2 separate regions of the Ovis aries genome follow, and region 1 is linked to region 2. The links are chromatin contacts, called in public Hi-C maps. All regions are on one chromosome and are shown on one strand. The core of a region is the stretch at or near the end of the contact, and the rest is flanking DNA. Distances in the headings are between cores, read along the strand shown.

The links. A called contact is a pair of places that touch in the nucleus more often than the background predicts.
Region 1: a contact with region 2 is called in a Hi-C map of liver, with 1.9 times the contacts expected there. The contact joins the enhancer-like site here to the promoter of DUSP4 in region 2. A contact is called at or near these places in 2 of 16 Hi-C or Micro-C datasets (liver and tail adipose tissue).

Annotation. Positions count from the first base shown.
Region 1 is chr26:24,942,475-24,947,449 of ARS-UI_Ramb_v3.0, forward strand. No RefSeq gene overlaps it. Among named protein-coding and RNA genes, the nearest start is that of TRNAE-UUC, 33 kb to the left of the region's middle. Within about 2 kb of position 1,642, at least 3 of the 54 cell types and tissues checked have an H3K27ac peak or open chromatin away from gene starts, as enhancers often do. A contact at or near this core is called in liver, where this site is marked.
Region 2 is chr26:24,836,527-24,842,049 of ARS-UI_Ramb_v3.0, forward strand. It overlaps DUSP4 (dual specificity phosphatase 4), which reads right to left and starts at 2,791. Exons shown (of 4, transcript XM_004021751.5): 1 at 1,932-2,791. The coding sequence starts at 2,364. It overlaps LOC121818096 (a long non-coding RNA gene), which reads left to right. Exons shown (of 2, transcript XR_006058205.2): 1 at 1-3,606; 2 at 3,989-5,523.

The DNA.
Region 1 (4,975 bases), core at 392-2,891, 100 kb after region 2:
ATTTTCTCGGTCACTCCTACTCTGGCCGCTTACTGTTGCTCAAGCAAGCCAGCTTCTCCCCAATGCCCCCCATTCATCTCTGTTCAGCAAGTCTGAGATGCCTCCACTCGGGACCATGCCTGCATCAGCAGTTATTTGGGTGGGAGCTCCCTCTGGCCCTGGGACTTTGTCTTGGGTCCAGTGGTCCCAGGCAGTGGGCAGTTCATTCAGTTCCTGGTCTTGGGGCTGAGTCTTTTTCCATGCCTTAGTGCCACCATTTTCCATAAAGCCACAGCCGCAGGCAATGAGCAGCTGTCATGATTTTCCAGTTACTTCATATGGGTTGTATCTAGCAGTGAGCCTGGCCCACTTACCACTGCCCCAGCAGAAACACATTTAATCCTTGTTGTTTGAGGCAACCGACCCCTCAGCCACTAATGCTTGATTCAGGCCATGGCAGTCAGCAGGCTCAAGGCTCCCGTTTCACCTATCACTTTGGTTTCTGGTCCTTGGAGATGTTTAGTTTGTTTCTGATACCAGTTGTGTTTACTTGTTTTCTCTTCAGATAATCTATCATTCGTGTGTGTGTGTGTGTGTGTGTGTTTGGGGCCGAGGGAATGTGATGAACCATGATCTTTCGGCACCATCTTTTTTCTTTTTTTAATGCTTATTTATTTATTTGGCTGTGCCAGGTCCTGGTTGCAGCATGTGGGATCCAGTTCCCTGACCAGATATCGAACATGGGCCCCCTGCATTGGGAGCGTGGAGTCCCAGCCACTGGACCACGTGGGAAGTCTCTCAGCCATGTTGACCAGACCATGCATTTAGATAGGCAGAATCTCAGTTAAAACATTCTGTTAATGGACTCAGGAATCCATTTTGCACATGCTGCTGCTAAAATCATACATGAACCAGCTTGTACTCGTGTGGCGGTTTTGGGGGCAAACGCTGGGCTTTAGAACCATTCCTTCCAGCAGCAGCACAACTGGAGAACGTACAGGTGGCTCTGATGGCAAACTCGTGATCCCCAACCCCAGCAGGGCCTTCTACAGGGCTGCAGGTGAGCTTGGCTGGCTTCCCCTCTCGCTTGCTTCAGCACTTGCTCTGACCCTTCATTGCAGTGAGTGTTAGTGACACTACCATCACTGGTATTATCATGACTCTACTCATCAACTTAAACTCCTACAACAACTCTCACTCTTTAAACTGGACTCAACCTTTCTTCTTAATTTTCGTCTCAAGGGATTTGCTGCCCGTCTTTTTCATTGCAGGCTTATTTCTTAAATTGCTCTAATTCTTAGCCCCGGTGAGCAACTCAGGTTTCCTGTGTCATCCTTCATCTAGATATGAAAACAGTAAAATCTATACTGATTGATGCCAGCCTATTACAATGTGGTTAAATGTATCTCACCTTCAAAACAATAAGTAGAACTTCCCTGGCAGTCCAGTGGTTAAGACTCTGTGTTTCCACTGTAGGAGGCACTGGTCGGAGAGCTAAGATCCTGTAAGACTTGTGGTGCAGCCAGGAAGAAAGAAAGAAAGAAAAATTAAATAAACAAAAAGTCTCCCCTGATGTGGAAGCCCTGTTAGCTATTACCGACCTTAGCCTCCATCACGGAGGCATACCATGGAGCAGTTTTGCTCCCACCCCTCACCCCCGTCTTAACTGTTGCAATCAGGCCTCTGCTCCCATTGCTTCACTGAAACCAGGCAGTGAAGGTCATTCGTGAGTGTTCATTGCCAAATCCAGTGGCGCATGCTTGGGTAATTGCTTGGCTTTTCTGCAACATTCGCCACCTCCTTTCTTTGGAAACCCCACAGGACTTTGGCTTCCGTGACCCTCTCTCCTCTTGTTCCATTTTTCCTCCTTGTGGCTGGACTGTCTTCACCCTCCCCTGGCTCCAGCCTTGAGCTTTCCTCACACTGCTCCCTCCCTCTGGCTTTCTCATTCGGTCAGTGTGACTCCGTCTGTATTTGCCTGCAGGTGAAACCTCTACTGGATTGAATGATGTGTCCCCCCATTTATGCCCACCCAGAACTTAAGAATGTGACAATACATGGAAATAAGGTTTTGGAAAGTGTCATTAGTTGAGACAAAGGCATACTGGACTGGGGTGAGAGAATAAGATTTTGTTGTTTAAAGCCACCCTGTTGGTGGCACTTTGTTACAGCAGCCACAGGAATCTAATACATTGGTTCCCTCTGGACTTGCAGTAGACCTCCCTGGGGTCAGGGGCTGGACTCAGGCAGGGCAACCTAGTCCTCCCTTATAGCTCATCCATTCACTTTGTTGTCTCTAGATATTTCCAGTTTTAGATGAAAGATCTCCCATTTGACCGGGACAGTAGCTTTGTCCAGAAGAGAAAGTGAAAGTCACTCAGTCATGTCCAACTCTTTGAGACCCCATGGACTATTCAGTCAATGGAATTCTCCAGGTCAAAATACTGGAGTAGGTAGCCTTTCCCTTCTCCAGGGGATCTTCCCAACCCAGGAATTGAACCCAGGTCTCCAGCTTTGCAGGGTTACTCTTTACCAGCTGAACCACAAGGGAAGCCCAAGAATACTGAAGTGGGCAGCTTATCCCTTCTCTGGCAGATCTTCCCGACCCAGGAATTGAGCCAGAGTGTCCTGCATTACAGGCAGATTCTTTACCAACTGAGCTATCAGGGAAGGCCCCACAGAAGAGAAAGATAGCTCTTAAATCTTGACTTACCACTTAATTGCTGTGTGTCCCCAGGCAAGAACTCCTTTTGTCAGCTCGGTTTTTCCATCTGTTCAGTGGAAGATGTTGGTTTCTTCCTGGGTTTTAAGATTCAGTGAACTGATGGGAAAAGTTTTTAGTGGAAAGTCAAACTTGTAAGTTTTCCTTTCTTTGGAAGACAGAAACAAACAAGAAATGGTTGGACTTCTTTTCTTGCTATTCCTTAACTTGACATCATCAGCCTCAAGCTTCAGTTGGTTCTTTTCACTCAAGCAACTTTAGAAAAACCCTTTCTGAGTCTGGCACCCTTAAGTGAGTCCTTCCTCTGGGCTAAAACTTCAAAGCATCTTCCTGGTCCATGACCTTGAGGTTTATTCTAGGTCAGCTGCCCTGCCATTGTCATTTTCTCCTATCTCCCAGCAATTACTCCATTTTCGTAAGAATTCTGAGGTTGTCAGAGAGCCTTTGTTTTTATAGCAACACTATTTTCTTTAGACGCTTGCTAGTCCCTTCCAGCTTTCCACACCTGGTGATTTACTACCCTTAGAGCCTCCTGTGTGTATTAGTTGCTCAGTGTTTTCCGACTGTTTGTGACCCCATGGACTGTAGCCTGTCAGGCTCCTCTGTCCATGGGATTTCCCAGGCAAGAACACTGGAGTGGGTTGCCATGCCCTCCTCCAGGGGATCTTCCCAACCCAGGAATCGAACTGTCTTATTCTGTGTCTCCTGCATTTTTACCTGCTGAGCTATCAGTAAAGCCTCCTCAGTTCAGTTGTTCAGTCGTGTCTGACTCTTTGCGACCCCATGAATTGCAGCACACCAGGCCTCCCTGTCCATCACCAACTCCTGGAATCTACTCAAACTCATGTCCATCAGGTCGGTGATGCCATCCAGCCATCTCATCCTCTGTCATCCCCTTCTCCTCCTGCCCCCAATCCCTCTCAGCATCAGGGTCTTTTCCAATGAGTCAACTCTTCACATGAGGTGGCCAAAGTACTAGAGTTTCAGCTTTAGCATCAGTCCTTCCAAAGAACACCCAGGACTGATCGCCTTTAGAATGGACTGGTTGGATCTCCTTGCAGTCCAAAGGAATCTCAAGAGTCTTCTCCAACACCACAGTTCAAAAGCATCAATTCTTCGGCACTCGGCTTTCTTCACAGTCCAACTCTCACATCCATACATGACCACAGGAAAAACCATAGCCTTGACTAGATGGACCTTTGTTAGCAAAGTAATGTCTCTGCTTTTTAACAGGCTATCTAGGTTGGCCATAACTTTCCTTCAAAGGAGTAAGCGTCTTTTAATTTCATGGCTGCAGTCACCATCTGCAGTGATTTTGGAGCCCCCAAAATAAAGTCTGTCATTGTTTCCACTGCTTCCCCATCTATTTCCCATGAAGTAATGGGACCAGATGCCATGATCTTAGTTTTCTGAATGTTGAGCTTTAAGCCAACTTTTTCACTCTCCTCTTTCACTTTCATCAAGAGGCTTTTTAGTTCCTCTTCACTTTCTGCCATAAAGGTGGTGTCATCTGCATATCTGAGGATATTGATATTTCTCTTGGCAATCTTGATTCCAGCTTGTGCTTTTTCCAGCCCAGCGTTTTTAGCTCTTTATTCTCCCAGAGCTGAATGACAGCAGCCATAACAAAGACGATGATGATGACCCTTGTGTAGCATGTCCCATCTGCCAGCATGTCTAAGAGCTTTACATACGTGAACTCACTTCATAGTTAATCTTTTGTACTTCTTTTGTTGTCTTGTTTCATGTTAAACATTTTTTTAGTGCACCATTTTGGTTCTTCAGTCAATTTTGCAGATATTTTTAAAGGATTATTTTCCCAGTGATTGCTCGTACATCTTAACTCAGTACTAACTACTTCAGGCTATTTTTGACATAATTTTGGTAAAATAGAGTAACTTTGTTTAGTATCTCCCTTCCGCACATTGTGCTATTATTGTCACATGTTGTATGTTTACAATAAATCCATCAATAGAGTGTTATAGTTATCACTCTATGCAATCTCATTTTTTAAATAAAAAACCCCCTCTTTTAACATTCATTATATTTATGTTCACCTACATATTCACTATTTCCGGGGTTCTTCATATCTTCTTGTGGATTCATGTTACTGCTTTGTGTCATTTTGTTTTAATTAAGACAGCTAGCAAAACATTCTTTCAGTTTTTGTTTTTTGAGAAACATTTTTTTTTTTTGCCTTCATTTTTCTAATTGCTGTGTATAAAATTCTTGGTTGAGTTTTTTGTTCCAGCTCTTTATGTATGTGGCCCCACT
Region 2 (5,523 bases), core at 1,541-4,040:
GCGGGATTCGGGGGAACCAGGCAGGTGCCGTGAGCCCGAGAAGGGAACCTTAAAAATCTGCTTCTCTCGCCGGGAGCCGGGCCTCAGTGCGCGCCCGGAAACCCTAGGGCGGTCCTCTCTGGATTTCTTTCAGGGAAAAAAGAAAACAAAACGAACCCAGACGCCACGTGCGTCCGCTCTGCCTAGAGAAGGGTCCCAGGTTCCGAGGCCGAGTAGGCAGGCGTGCGATCGGGGTCCAAATCCAGAGTGACCGAGGTGAGCACAGCTCGGAGAACACCGCGGCCAGCCCTTGCCACTCAAAGGGGTTTTCGTCCTAGAGAAATTTCTGTCACTGTCCTTACGTGCGCCAGCACCACGCAAAGGAGGACGAGCGGCGTGCTCAACCGCGGGGACCCCATCCCCGCGCTCCACCCGTTCCGGGGCCGCCGGGATCCCGGCACACCTCGGCGCCCGGGGCCCCTAGGCCCCTGAGCCCAGGTTGCCTCGCTTAGCGCCTGGTCCTTCCGGTGCAAGGCCCTTCCTGGCACTTTCCCTTAAAGCGCTGGGAGGAGAAGGGAGGAGCGCTGGGCCCAATCAGAGGTGCCAGAGGCCGCCCTCGCGAAGAAAGAAAAATCAGCAAAATCGCCTTAGTGGTTCAACCAAAGGTCAACAGCAGCATTTCCCCAGCAGCTGACAGGTCAAATGGCCAGGAAACAACTGCCGAGAACAAAGCCCCCCGCTGTTCACAGGGGCCAGCCCGACCCGCCGGCACCGAGCGGTGTGGTCGTGCCTTTTGGAAGGGGCAGTGGGGAGAGGTTTCCGCCGCCGCACCTCCCGCCCCATCTCCCTTCCTCTCTGGTGAGCGGGTCCGGAGAGGAAGGGCAGGAGGGAGGGGGCTGGGGACGCCGGCAGGGAAAGGGGCGGCCCTTTGATGGCGGGGGTACGAAACGCCTCCCTCGGGTCCTGGGGCGGCCAGAACCCGCAGCGGGCTAAGGAATGCACGGAATGCGGCGCGGGTGGAAGGGGCGCAGCGCCGCAGGGCCCCAGCGACTCGCCCGCTCCCGGCCTGGCCGGGCAGGTGCGGCCTGCGCCCGGGTCCTTCCAGGTGCTTGGGTAGCCTTCGGCCCTTTTGGAGTTTTCGACTTGCAGATTTGATAAGATCGCCCCTTCCCTAGAGTTTCGCACTTAGCACGCGCCGCCATCTGACAGTCTTGAGTCTGAACAAAAGATCGTTACTTCTCAGCTACCTTCATTTAAGAGGCCCCATCCCGCTTGGCGACACCCGCAAATACTCGGGCCTCCCGCCTCCGTCTCAGCCCGAGGCAGGAGGGTTTGGCCACCCTTCCTGGTGGAGCTCGGAATTGGGCGGCAGGAGAGGAGATATGGATTTGCTCCACACCAACCCCGCAAGCTGATCCTCGATTTTGCATTTATGAACGGTTGGTTTCCAGCAGGAGCCGCAGAACCGATCACACCCCAGCGCTCACCCCGCCGCTTCCCTCTCTTCCCCACGTCTCGGAATCTCGTAATCGGATTCGGTGCGGGACCCGGCCATGCCAAACCAACAGGCCTAACCTATCCCCCACCGCCCGCGTAGTGGCACTTGAGAGCACTTCCCTGGACTCGAAGGTGGAAAAGCTGCTGAGTCGCTTCTCCCGCAAGGCCAGACCGTTAGTGGATGTAAACAAATGCAGAATCGCCGGGAAGGGTCCGGAATTGCAGGTGACTGAGCCCTCACCATCTCTGAGGACTTCAGGAGCTCGCGCTTGCACACAAACGCACAGAACCCTTGCACACCAGCGCGCACACCAACACGCACAAAGCGTTTGGGGGGCATCCCGCAGCCACGAGTCCCCCCCCACCCCAGGCACCTCTTCTCCTGCCCACTAACGCGCAGGCCGCCCAGCCCCGCCGCACCGACCCTCCAGCTCGCGCCCAGCGCCCGCGTTTACCTTTCAGTAGGCAGATGTCGGTGCGCTCGGCGTTGCGACGCAGCGCCTGCACCACCAGCGACACGGTGCTGTCCTCGCGGAGGCTCTCGGCGCGCGGGCTGCGCTCGTCGTAGACGATGACGGCGGAGTAGAGGCCGGAGCGCAGGCGGGCGCGCACCTCCTCCTCGGCGGGCAGGATCTGCTCCAGGCTCACGGAGCCCTTAGCCCGCCGCCGCACAATGGTGTTGCAGCGCACGTTGACCGAGCCTCGGATGTAGCCCGCGCTGTGCGCCAGGAACGGTCTGCAGTCCAGCAGCAGGCACTTGCCGCCGCTCAGCAGCCCCAGGGCGCCGTGGCTGCCGCTGCCGCCCGCGCCGCCGCCGTTCTCGTCCCGGTTCATCAGCCTTTTGAGCACGCTGCAGTCCATCTCCCGCAGCTCGTCCACGGTCACCATGGTCGCCGGGAACCGCGTCTGTTGGACACGCGAGGAGGCGAAGGACGCCCGGGCGAGCTGGGCTCCAGGAAGGGGTGAGCGGGGGGCTACGAAAGGGCGCGCGCGGGCAGAAGCGGCCTCAAACTTGGCCCCTAGGGGCTCTCACTGGCGAACCTCTTCTCCCGGCTTCCCCTTTCTCGCGCAGCTTCTCAGTTACATAGCAGTCCGGGCGGCCTCGGGCGCCGGGCAGCACGATGCCAAGGGGGAGGTGGCACTGGAGTAGTGTTTACGGGAGAGGTACGAGGGCTCCCTCCTGTTGTCGCCTCTATTGTATTTTGCCCGTTGCGCTGCCGTTCCGGCCGCGGTTCCCCCACGAACTGCCGGAGCTCCGCGCTCTGCCCCAGCCAGAGTTTCCTCTCCTCGGCGTATAGATTTATTAATGTTCCTCGGCTCTCCCGCGGGAGGGGGCAGATGCATTACTACCTCGCGAGGCTCCGCCTCTTTCCATTCTCGGCCGCGAGCCCTGCCCCGCCCCCCCGCGCCCGCGCCCCGCCCCCTGGCGGCTTCCCCCGCCCCTCCGGCCCCACCTCCTCCGCGCGCCCCAGCGAGTGAATGGAGTGCCGGCCGCTCGCTCCTGGTCACGGGGACGCGACGTCACAAAGAGCGGAGTAAACAGGGCGCGCGGCGGTCGCCGCCAGGCCCATTCATAAAACCGAGACCTAGAGGAAGAGGGAGGAGGCCTCCGACCCGCTGGCGAGCGGCTGCGCCGGGACTTTGTGAATGGAGCGTGGCGGCGCCTCTCCCCTGCCTCCGCGCGCGTCCAGCCCGACCCGAGTTGCCTTGCAGCCACTGCACCCCCGCCTCGGTGGTGGCGGCGATGATCCGCGGGAAAAAATCGCCAGCCGAGAAGCTGGCCTAGCGGAGGGCCGGACTCGGTTTTGAGCTTTCATGCCGGTTTACCTCCGCGCTTCCCGCTTGCCCGCCTCGCAGGTGGCCCCCTAGTACCCAAGGGGACTAGGAAATGCCGCATCGCAGCCGGCCCAGCCAGGCCCTCCTCGCCCCAGCCTTAGGGAGCGCATTCAGCCCGCCAGGCGTTTTTGGCTTTTTTTTTTTTTCCAATTGCAGATCCTCAGACTTTAGCTTCTGCCTTAGCCTGATCGATTTTCATCTTAAGGTATTAAATCAGTTTTATAGCTTCCCGAGGAACGTGGGCAAACCCGAATCCAGAAGATGAAAGAGAAAGCCCTCGCTCCCCGAAGCCCGGTAATAGGAGTGAAGTGTTGAGTTTGTTGCTTTATGACCCAGAGGGAGACATTAATTGGATCCGGAATGTTGTTCCCAAGGAGGAAGGCGGAGTGCCACTCCCTTCCACGCTTCCTAAAGATGTTTATTTAACCCTGATAGGGGGTGGGGGACAGACATTTTCGGCTTTTGGAAAAGTCCTCACGCCTCTGGTACTCGTGTGAATTGTCTCTCAGGAAATGACAATTAGGGTCCACATTTGGTGCGAAACTAGACCCAGAGAAATTGACGCGTAAAGAATTTAATACATCCCAGGGCCGATTCGGGTTTCTTTGCGTCCGTCTTTCCCGGTCCGGTCTCATTTTCCCCGACCCCGCTTTTACTTATGCATTTAATTTCCCAGAGGCCACTTTTGGCAGGAGATGCGTGCGCGCAGCGGTGGGGGACACGACAGAAGCCAAAAATGATGCGTCCGACATCTTGCCAAGTCTTGTTAGTGAGGAATTAACCACCGAGCAGGGAATTACGAGTCTCGCTGGAGGCCCGGTGGCTGTGGGGTCGAGTCTTCTGCTCCCGGCTGGCGGAGGCGACAAGGGTCGGTGAACCCGCTCCCTCCCCCGACTCGGCCTTCCGCTCCGCCTTTGTTCCCCGCGGAGCGGCTCTCCGGGGCAGTCGACTCCGGGCCCCCGGGGCCACCCCTTCTCTCCCCAGCCCGGCTTCGGCGGCGGCCTCCACCTCGGAAATCTACAGCCTCGATACCCTCCCGCTGCGTCAGGGCTCCCGGACCCCAGGCCTAAGCCGAGTGCGCCAAAAGAGCTCTGCGATGTACTGATCCTGTCTCTATTTAGAATTTACTATTTTATTCATCGTGGACTTGGGGGGAGGCGGCACTGATTTTAATTGTTTAAGCCACTACTTTATTTTGACTACTCAGTTTCGGGTTCCCCTTGACATTTGGCACAGGAGGAGCGGCCACCACTGAGGACCCAGTGAGGCCGCGGGGCGCTCCGGAGGGGAGGTCACCGGTCAAACGTTTGCTGCTTGGCTTCTCCGCTGGGAAGGAGACTGTAGTCCCTTCCAAGGCTTTTGTCCGGTTTTTCGCGTGCTGAGGTGGTCGTGAGGCTCTGTGTAAAGACTCGCTCTCCCTGGCACACCAGGAGCGCGCCCTTTCCAAGGAGCCCCCAGCGCGCCCACCTTCCCCGGCTTTCCCGGGACGCTCTTGGGCAGCACTGGAATCCGCTTCCAGAAAAACGCCGATGCCTTTACGAGGACTTCAGCTGGACATCTCTTGGAAGAGCCTCAGTCGGAGACAGGTCCGGGCGAATTGCACACGTGTCGCAGGAGCTGGAGGACGTCCCTCGGCGGCACGGCCGGGCTCCGCTAGCCTTTGTCTGGCATAAGCCGGGGGCGCCTCCGCGTCCGCCTGACCCCCTGCCCGGCCCTCACGTGGCCAGTAAATAACAGGTCCGGAGGGAGGAGAATGCCCACCGAACAAAGACTTGCTTTCTGCACCTGACGGTAATCCGCGGTGGCAAAGCCCGTAAATCCCGCAGGCAATTCACACGGAAGAGGGCGTGGGCAGGCGCGTGTGAGTGTGTCTGTGTCCACGTGTGCCCGCCCGCGCCTGCGCGCCCGCAACCTGGAGGCGAGCCGCAGCATCCAATTCAAGTATTTAAGCCAAGATCCTTTTGCATTGCCAACGCGAATGCCTGATATTTGAAAAAAGACTGGGGGAAAAAAAAATCCTCTCCCTTCAAATCAGGAATTAGCTTTCGGTTATGTGAATTTCAGCCAGCAAGATTTAAATTTTGTTTTTATCCGGGTTCTCTGTAAGCACCCTAGATAATTTTTTAAATTTTTGGTGGGCCATTTGCTACACAAATAAATACAATGTAAGGAGTCCTCGATCCTGGCTATAGAGGTGATAAAACTTGTCTC